2 separate regions of the Ovis aries genome follow, and region 2 is linked to region 1. The links are chromatin contacts, called in public Hi-C maps. All regions are on one chromosome and are shown on one strand. Each heading gives the region's core, a stretch centred on a gene start, on an enhancer-like site or on the middle of the called end of the contact. The rest is flanking DNA. Distances are from core to core; before and after follow the strand shown. Region 1 holds the start of SFRP1 (secreted frizzled related protein 1). Region 2 holds the start of GINS4 (GINS complex subunit 4).

What was found. A called contact is a pair of places that touch in the nucleus more often than the background predicts.
Region 2: a contact with region 1 is called in a Hi-C map of liver, with 4 times the contacts expected there. The contact joins the promoter of GINS4 here to the promoter of SFRP1 in region 1. A contact is called at or near these places in 4 of 16 Hi-C or Micro-C datasets (hypothalamus, liver, skin fibroblasts and 1 more).

What each region holds. Positions count from the first base shown.
Region 1 is chr26:35,594,315-35,598,632 of ARS-UI_Ramb_v3.0, forward strand. SFRP1 (secreted frizzled related protein 1) reads right to left here and starts at 2,815. Exons shown (of 3, transcript XM_027962478.2): 1 at 2,062-2,815. The coding sequence starts at 2,587.
Region 2 is chr26:35,796,909-35,801,370 of ARS-UI_Ramb_v3.0, forward strand. It overlaps GINS4 (GINS complex subunit 4), which reads left to right and starts at 2,172. Exons shown (of 8, transcript XM_060406926.1): 1 at 2,172-2,342; 2 at 3,255-3,372. The coding sequence starts at 3,277.

The DNA of each region.
Region 1 (4,318 bases), core at 1,565-4,064:
TGTGGACTTGGTCGCCTCCAAAAGTACCAGTTCTTATTCTGGAGACACGAGCCATAAGGGATGAGGACCAGGAGTCTGGTCTTTCCCCTTGACCTGCTTGTACACACATATCCCTCCCACTTCCAGGCTCCGCTGACAGCAGACCCAGGGGATGCCTTTTGGGGGTTCCTTCCACTGAGGGGCTGCAGTCCCGGGTAGGAGCAGTGCCTCCCTCAGAACCTGTCACCAAAAACACGGTGGGGAGAACCAGGTTCCAAGTTCCACCCCAGACTGGTCCCTTCACGGCTGTGTGGCTAATCCAGAGTGGGCTACCTGAGCACTCCTGGGATGGAGGGAGGAGGGGAGACGGTGCAAAGGGCAGACTTAGGGAGGGGGCCAAGGGGGGCGGCAGCCAAGGAGTAAATGGCTCCAAGAAGATAGCATGGATTTTGGTCTCCCTTCCCTCAACCACCCCTGTCTCTGGGTGGGGGGCGGGGGGGGGTCGAGCCAAGAGGATTCTTGTCCATGCATAAGAAGGCACCCCAGCCAGTCTCCCCACCTGCCAGTCCCTCTTGGAAGGTTTCTGTCGCCTCTTGTACCAGACAGGGGCAGCTGGGGGTGGGCTCTGCCCCAGCAGAGCTGGCTGAGGTCTCTGGGGTTAGGGCTGGGCTTCTCTCCCAGGAGGGGAGAAGGAAAATCCCGTGGGTTCTATCCAGACGAAACACCAAGGGCTTAGTCTGCTCCAGGTACCAGCAGCATCTCCCCGAAGGTGAACCCTGTGCAGACCTCCAGAAAGGGCGAACACGGGGCCCAGAACTCGAGCTGTTGCCCTGTCCAACCACTGAGCCCATCTCCACATCCCCCACTCTGGACTTATCTCCGCCCTACCTGAAATAAGCAAAGGCATTCAAGTTTCAGGGTGCCCTTCCCCGGACTATCCTACCCTCACTCTGGGGAGCCTGCCCCGCAGGAGACATTCCTCCTCCAGCATCACTTGGAGATAAGCTGAGCCAGCAAGCAACAGGTTTTTCCACCGCCCCCTCCCCCGCCACCGCCCCCCAACACACACACAACCTTAAGCCCTTTCCTCCAAAAGCCCTAAAGACGGGGGGCCCTGTGCTGGGTGCCCTGGGCACATGGCTCCCCGTCTCTGATCACTGGCAGCTCTTTGAGCCTCAACTCTGCTTCCGAAGAGGTCGGGGTTGAATTCATTCCTCTCAAAGTCAGGCGAGGGTGCTGGAGTGTTGATTTATTGGGGATTTTCTTTTTTTTCTTTTTGGCTTGTTAACTTGTTTTGCTCTGTCTTGTGGCCTGGGGGTTGGGGGTGGCTTGGTGATGTGCCTTCCTCCCCCATCAAGAGCTGCCCTTTAGGCGGGAGGAGGTTCTGAGAACAACCTCCTGCCCTTCTCTGGGGCTGTTAGGAAAGTCTTCAATTTGCGGTCCCGCTCCCCAAGGAGAGCGGAACAATGAGCTAATGACAATTGTATCTTCCTAATTACCTGAGGATTTGTGTGAATGAGAGAAGCAGGGGGTATGCAAAAATGGGGGAGAAGAGTCTTTCCATCCACCCCCCTCCCTTAAGTCCCCCGAAGCTGTTACCTGAAAGGAGGAAACAGCCTTGCAGTTTCTAAACTTTTTTCCTCGGCTCCTTTTGCACCAGTCCAGGAGCTACTTCGCTGAATGACTAGCTAAGAAAAGCGATTTTTAAAAAATCCTCCTCGAACCTAAGAATATAAACAAAGCTGCACCTTAGCATTTGCTCGGCCCTCCAGCGCTTCCCAGATTTAGAGTTTGGGTTGTGTTTCCCGCCCCCAGCCCCGGGGGGCATCTCGTCTACGGGGTTCAAAGCTCCGATGGGGACTCGCTTCCCTCCCAGGGGAGAAAAGCGCTCTCCTGGGACCCGGAGCTAAAGCTTTGTTTCCTGGAAACTGGATTCCCAGGGCAGCGGCTCCACGACCCGCAGCGGGTGCGCGCGCGGGGCTGCCCAGCCGGGCACCACCTCGGACTTCTCGAGGCCGTCGGGCAGGGCCGAGGGCACGTCCCCCAGGCCCGGGACGCAGCCCCGGGGGACCCCAGCCTCACCTTGGGGCTTGGAGGCCTCGGTGGCGTTGGGCGGGGTCATGGCGATGCAGACGTCGCCCTCGGGAAACTTGTCGCACTTGAGCATCTCGGGCCAGTAGAAGCCGAAGAACTGCATGACCGGCTCGCACGAGTCGCGCACGGCCTCGCAGAGCCAGCGGCACGGGTAGATGGGCCGGTCCAGGCAGACGGGCGCGAAGAGCGAGCACAGGAAGACCTGGGTGCCGATGTGGCAGTTCTTGTTGAGCAGGGGCACCCAGCTGCTGGCCTGCTGCTTCACCTCGGCCATCGTCTCGTGTTCCAGCAGGTTGGGCAGCACCATCCTCTTGTAGCCCACGTTGTGGCACAGCCGCAGGTCGGCCGGGATGTCCACGCACTGCGGCGGCTTGGTGTAGAAGCGCCCGCTCTGGTAGGCGCCGATGTCCGACTGGAAGCTCACGTAGTCGTACTCGCTGGCCGAGCCCGCGGCCAGGAGCCCGGCGGCCAGCGCCAGCAACGCGCCCGCCGCGGCCCAGCGCCCGCCGCCCATGCTCGGCGCCCCGGCCCCCGCGACGCGGGGCGTCCTCGGTGGTCTCCCCGCGCGCGTCCCGCCGCGAACTTGCAGGAGCCCCCCCGCCCCACCCCGCACCACCCGCCGGCTCCGGGGACAAAAGGCGCCGTCCGCACCCGCGCCCAACTGGGCGGCCACGCGCTCCTGCCCGGCGCTGGCGGGGCGGCCCAGAAGAGCTGCGCGGGGAGGCGAGCGCGCGGCCCGAGTGCGGCCCAGGCGCCCGAGGCGGCGGGACCCGAGTGCCCGGCGCTCCCGCGGCCGAGCCCTCCGAGCCGCGCGGGCCAATCAGCGCCGGCCGCCGGGAGCGCTCCGGGCCCGCCCGTCAGTCACCCGCGCCGCCGGCCAATCGGCTCGCGGGCGGGAGGGCTCGGCTCCCCAGAACTCAGCGCAGGTCAACACCCCTTAAAAAACAAAACCAAAAAAAATAAATAAATAAAAGAAGGAACAAGGGGTGGGGGGGAACGAGGAAAAGACAAAAAAGGAAAGAAAGAAAGAAAAAAGGAAGGGAGAGAGGGGATGGAGAGAAGTGTGCGGAGGGTAAAAAGGATGCGCAACGCTGCAGCTAGCTCGAGTCAGATCTCAGGAAAGCAAGGACGCTTAACAGTACTTGCAAGTCCATGAGCTAATCAAGACTTTTTTTTTTTTCTTTTTGTCACTTTTCCCTAACTTAACGCAGCAGCAAACTGCTTTCTCGGTGTTGTTCTCGATGGCTGCAGTACGGAAAGGGGCCGTTGCCGACGGACCGGGGCTCAGGAAGACTGTATCGAGGGAGGTCTGCCTTTCCATCCCCGGCCGGTGGGGCTCGGTTCCCGCGAAGACCCGGCGAAGGTGGAGGCCGGCTGTTTGCTGGCTTTAAAAGGCAGCTGCGTTTCCAGGTGAGACAACCGGATGATGGCCCTCCGACAGTCCCGAGGCAGTGTGGAAGGGAAGGGTGCGCACAAAGGTGTTGATTTGGGGAGGACAGTTGGGTTTTGTGTTTTTGGCTTTGGTTTTCTTTTTTTTTTTTTAGTTTTGTTTTTTTAAAGAAAAAGAAGAAGGGAAAAAAGAGCCCCGCTCAAGGCCCAGCCCGACAGCACGTCTGTGTGTGCGCGCATATGCACATTGACATGTTTGTGGTCTAGAAAGCCAAAACATTAAAAACACATGTGCACTTATCAGCGTGGCTTGTGTAAATATCAAGTCCATCACTCAGGCACACATGCTACATTCAGAGCCGGCCCAGGAACCTCAAGTCAAAAACCAAGGGTTCCTGTTCAGACAGAAGGCGAGAGAAAAGTCCCAGCAGAAACAGCCCATTCTTTCCATCCAGCCCACTCCCCACGGCCCCCCACCACCACCCCAGAACAGAGGGTGGTCCCCCTGCCACCCTCCCCCTCAAAGTCCCTGGGGATTCTTTGTAATGAGGCCCAAGCTCCAGAAAGCTGGGAGTGTGACCAGGACCAACTCCAGGGACAGGCAAGAGCAACAGCTGTCCCTGAGGTTGGCAAGGTCTCCACACTGCTTGTGTCCCGAAATGTGGGGTGGAGACGGGGGGCAGAGAAGGCTGCAGATCGCATCTGAGTGGCGTGACACTACCTCAGATGGCAAATGGGCCACAGAGCCCAGAGCTGAAGGCAGACACCAGAGGAGGCGCCGCCTTGCTGGGGGAAGCTGACTTTGGACCCTGCAGACCAAATTTCTTGATGGACAGATTCCAAGTCAAACGACTGG
Region 2 (4,462 bases), core at 922-3,421, 200 kb after region 1:
GAGCCTGTGCTCCAGAGCACAGGAGCCATAACCACTGAGTCCACGTACCTAGAGCCCGTTCTCCGCAACAGGAGAAGTCATTAAAGTGAGAAGCCTGCACATTGCAACTAGAGAAAGCCCATGTGCAGGAATGAAGACCCAGTGCAACCAGAAAGAAATAAAAAAATAAAGAACCCCCTCCCCAAACTTAGAGCCTTAAAACATCCCTATTTTGCTCACAAATCTGCAAGCTGAGCAGAGTCCTGCAGGGATGTCTGGTCCCTGCTCTCTCAGGGTCAGCTGGGGTCACTCAAAGCCTAGAGCTAGAACAACCGTCTGAAGGCTCACCCAATTTGGAGTTCCGGAGGACAGAACAGCTGGGGCTCCTCACACACGTCAGGAGCTATGTGATCTTTGCATGTGGACCTTTCACGGCAGCCACGGGAAAGCCAGACATCCTACCTGTCCCTGTCCCTTCCCAGGGGACACAGCTCAAGAAAGCTGGTAGAAGCTGCACCAACGGTCATGACTCACCTCCAGAAGCCAGGCTGCATCACTTCGGCCCTGTTCTCTCGGTCCAGCAGGTACAAAGTTCTTCCCAGCCTGAAGAAGAGAGATCACATCCACTCCTGGGCATATATCTGGGCAAAATGATGTTGAAAAAGATACCACATACCCTTACTTTCATAGAAGCACTATTTGCAAGAGCCAAGACATGGAACAACCTAAATGTCCATTGACAGATGATTGGATAAAGAAGATGTGGTACATAGATACAGTGGAATACGACTCAGCCATGAAAAAGAATGAAACAATGCCATTTGCGGCGACACGAATGAACCTAGAGATGATCACACTAAGCAAGTCAGACACAGAAAGAAACACCATGTGATATCACTTATATGTGCAGTCTAAAATGAGACTCACACACATAGAGAACAGATTTGCCAAGGGAAAGGAGGGGTGTGGGAGTTATGGAGTGGGACTTTGGAGTTAGCAGATGCAAACTGTTATACATAGGATGGATAAACAGCAAGGTCCTACTGTATAGCACAGGGAACCCTATTTAATATCCTGTGATAAGCCGTAATAGAAAAGAATATGGGAAAGAATGCATGCATAGGCATAACTAATCACTTTGCTGTACAGCCGAAAGTAACACAACATTGTAGGTCAACTATACTTCAACAAAATAATGACCTTTTTTTTAAAAGGAGGAGAGATTCCAAACTCCATCTCTGGATGGAGACACGTCAGCAGTCATGTTGCTGTAAAAAGACTTCAGGATGAGATGGATATCAGAGCAGCTCTCTGGGGAAAACACAACCTTCTACAACTGAAAACCACTGAATCACCAACCAGTGAAACACAGAGTTGAAAGGGACTTGGGAAAGGTCATCATGGGTCACTAACAGAACTCATTCTGTAAGACACAGCTCAAAGGGCCCTTCGCTTGGAATCCGTCTTTATGTATCTGTATGTGTATGTGTGTATGCGCGTGCTTTTGCTTCAGTCAAGGCAGAAGGCATAAACTGTAAACGTCAACCTAGAGAGCAGCTGGGATTGTCTAAAGCAATGGCTCTCCAAGGTCATCTGCGTCAGAATCATCTGATGAGCCAAGTCTGTTGAACTCCCCCCACCCACACACCCATTTCTGATTTCACAGGTCTGGGTTGGCCCTGGGAACTTGCATTTCTCAGGGGTCCCAGCCCGATTTGTTGCTGGTGGTCTTGAACCGCATTTTAAGAACCACTCGCCTAAAGGCTTTCAGAGCCGGGGTAGTGGCCATAGCCGCAGCCCCGGCAGAGACGCGGGAGCCAGAAGGGTGGAGAAGACGACCCTAGAGGTGGAAGCGGCCTGATCTAACACACACAGCGCACCTCCCTGCCGCCCGGGCTCGGCCAGAGGACACGCGGGCGCCGGTGCGGGGTGGCGCGAAGGCTCACGCCGCCCGAGTCCTCAGCCGCGGGGGCCGGGCGCCCCCTGCCGACGGCCCATGGGCTGTGCGAGCCGGGGCCACACGCCCGACCCTGGCAGGGGTGCTCTGGGCTCAGCCGGACCCGCCCCCCGCCGCCTCCACTAGGGAAGGGGCGGGGAGAGCGGGCCGCGGGCACGCAGGCCCCCGCCCCCGGTGGGCGGGGCCTCCTGGCCGTGATTGGACGGCGTCTCTAGTGCGCGGTGACGTTGTGCCTAGACAGGAAGTGTCCGAGAGGAGCGCGGGAGCTGCGAAGTGAACGCTCTGGTCTGTTTGGGAAGCGGCTCGCGCCGAGCGTTCCGCGGCCGGTTGCTCTTCTGGCTGCTTCCCGCGAGCATCCGGCCGTCGCTGCCCGCCGATTCAGAGGGCCTCGCAGCCTGCCCCGACCCTGGTGAGCGTCCGCGTGGGCCCACTGGAAGGGCTCTCGCCGCGTGTCTGTGTGTGTGTGTGTGTGTGTGTGTGCGCGCGTGCGTGCGTCTCGGGGTAGGCGGTGACCCTATGCCCGCGACGCCAGGAGGGGAGCGGGGAGGAATGTGCTTTCGGAATCCCTGAGGCTCCAAGAAAGCTGAGCGCTGAAGAATTGATGCTTTTAAAGTGTGTTGGAGAAGACTCTTGAGAGTCCCCTGAACTGCAAAGAGATCCAACCAGTCCATCCTAAAGAAAAGCAGTCCTGAGTGTTCACTGGAAGATGCTGGGAAAGATTGAAGGCGGGAGAAGAAGGGGAGACAGAGGATAAGATGGTTGGATGGCATCACCAACTCAATGGACATGAGTTTGGGTGAACTCCGGGAATTGGTGATGGACAGGGAGGCCTGGCATGCTGCAGTCCATGGGGTCTCAAAGAGTCGGACACGACTGAGCGACTGAACTGACTGAATTGACTGAGGCTCCAAGGATGCCACCTCGTCTCCATCACCCATCTTCCTAAGCCTCTGGGTCACTGACTGGCCAGGTCATTGTATCCCCAGCCTTGAGAGGTGCCACGATTAATATTAGAGCCTAAGCCAGCGCAGCCGCTGCAGAAAGGACCTCCTTCTGGAAGGCAAACACATGTGATTGGTGCTCCATTCAGCCAGCACGTGGAAACCCTTGTAAGGACTGACCGCTTTGAGAAATTGATCCCTGACCTAAGATTTGAAGGAATAGGCAACCCATTACAAAACCAAAGCCAGTGAACTCTCTGGCCACTGCCAAAGAGCGTCTACAACCCATGTAAACCTTTCTTTTTCCCAGGTACAATAGTTGCGTGTTCTTGCAAATAAATACAAACACACAGCATAGTATGGGTTCTTTTATTTACCAGGTTCCTGGTTTCAGAGAATATGGCAGAGGAAGCAGACCTCTTGGGACAGGACTCTGATGGGGACAGTGAGGAGGTGGTCCTGACCCCTGCAGAGCTCATTGACCGGCTGGAGCAGGTAAGCAGCCCACACGGAATCCCCCTGCTGCAAGCACAGCCTCTTAAGCTAGTCCAACGCTGCAAATGTCAGGATTCAAGAAATGAGGGGATGGAATTCAAGGCTTCTTAGAAGAGAAGAGACTGCGTCTTACCATCTCCACAGAAACAGGAAGTATAGGCACAGCCAGATAGAAACTTCATAATGTCGAGCACAGATTCCTCAGGTGGGTCCAGTAAAGGTTGGCTTTGGGGACAGTTACAAGAACGGTTCACAAAGCAAGGATCTACTTGGTATTTGTGGGGACTACAGAAGTGCTTGATAGAGACTTAAAAGTTCTAGAAAATGCTGAAACACCTTTAGGAGAAAACTGGTCTCATCCTTCCTTTTCCTCCAGTTTCTTTTGCCAACCATTCTGTACATTTCTACTGCTTGCCTCAGATCACTCCTGGGGTGTTTCTCCTTTTAGTCATAGTCACTGTGGTTTATTGAGTATTTCTTGTGTGTCAGGGTTCTTTATATTTCTGGTCTCATGAAGCCTTGGTAGTTGAAGGGTTCAGACTGTCTGTGTTTAAATCCCTCCATGCCCCTGGTCTGTTTTACAAATGTAGGCAGGTTGCATAGTTTGTCTCTGGCACGCCCTTGACTATAACCTGGAGGTAATGGTAGTGGCTACCTCATGGAGTTGTTGTGAGGATTGAATGACACAAGGTGTGTGACGTACTGAGTGTAGACTGAGGCATGTGAAGGGCTCACTGAATGTCACCTGTGAGCAGTAATGCTCTTCACAACCCCCTGAGGGAGGTACCGTGTTATCTCCGCTTTAGAGATGAGGAAGCTGAAGCTTCGCAATGAAAGGTGTAAAGGAACTTGCCAGGGTCACACAACAGCATCAGAGCCAGGATGTGAACCAGGTCTCTGATTCAGTCCACCTGCTGCCTTATTCCTCTCCCTGCAATTGCCCCTTTCAGAACTCTCTTGCGTCTGCTACTTTACGATTCTTCATTCTCATACTTTACGACTCTTCTTCAGTACCTGCCCTCCAGTATTCTTGCTTGGAAAATCCCATGGACAGAGGAGCCTGGCGGACTACAGTCCATTGGGTGGCAGA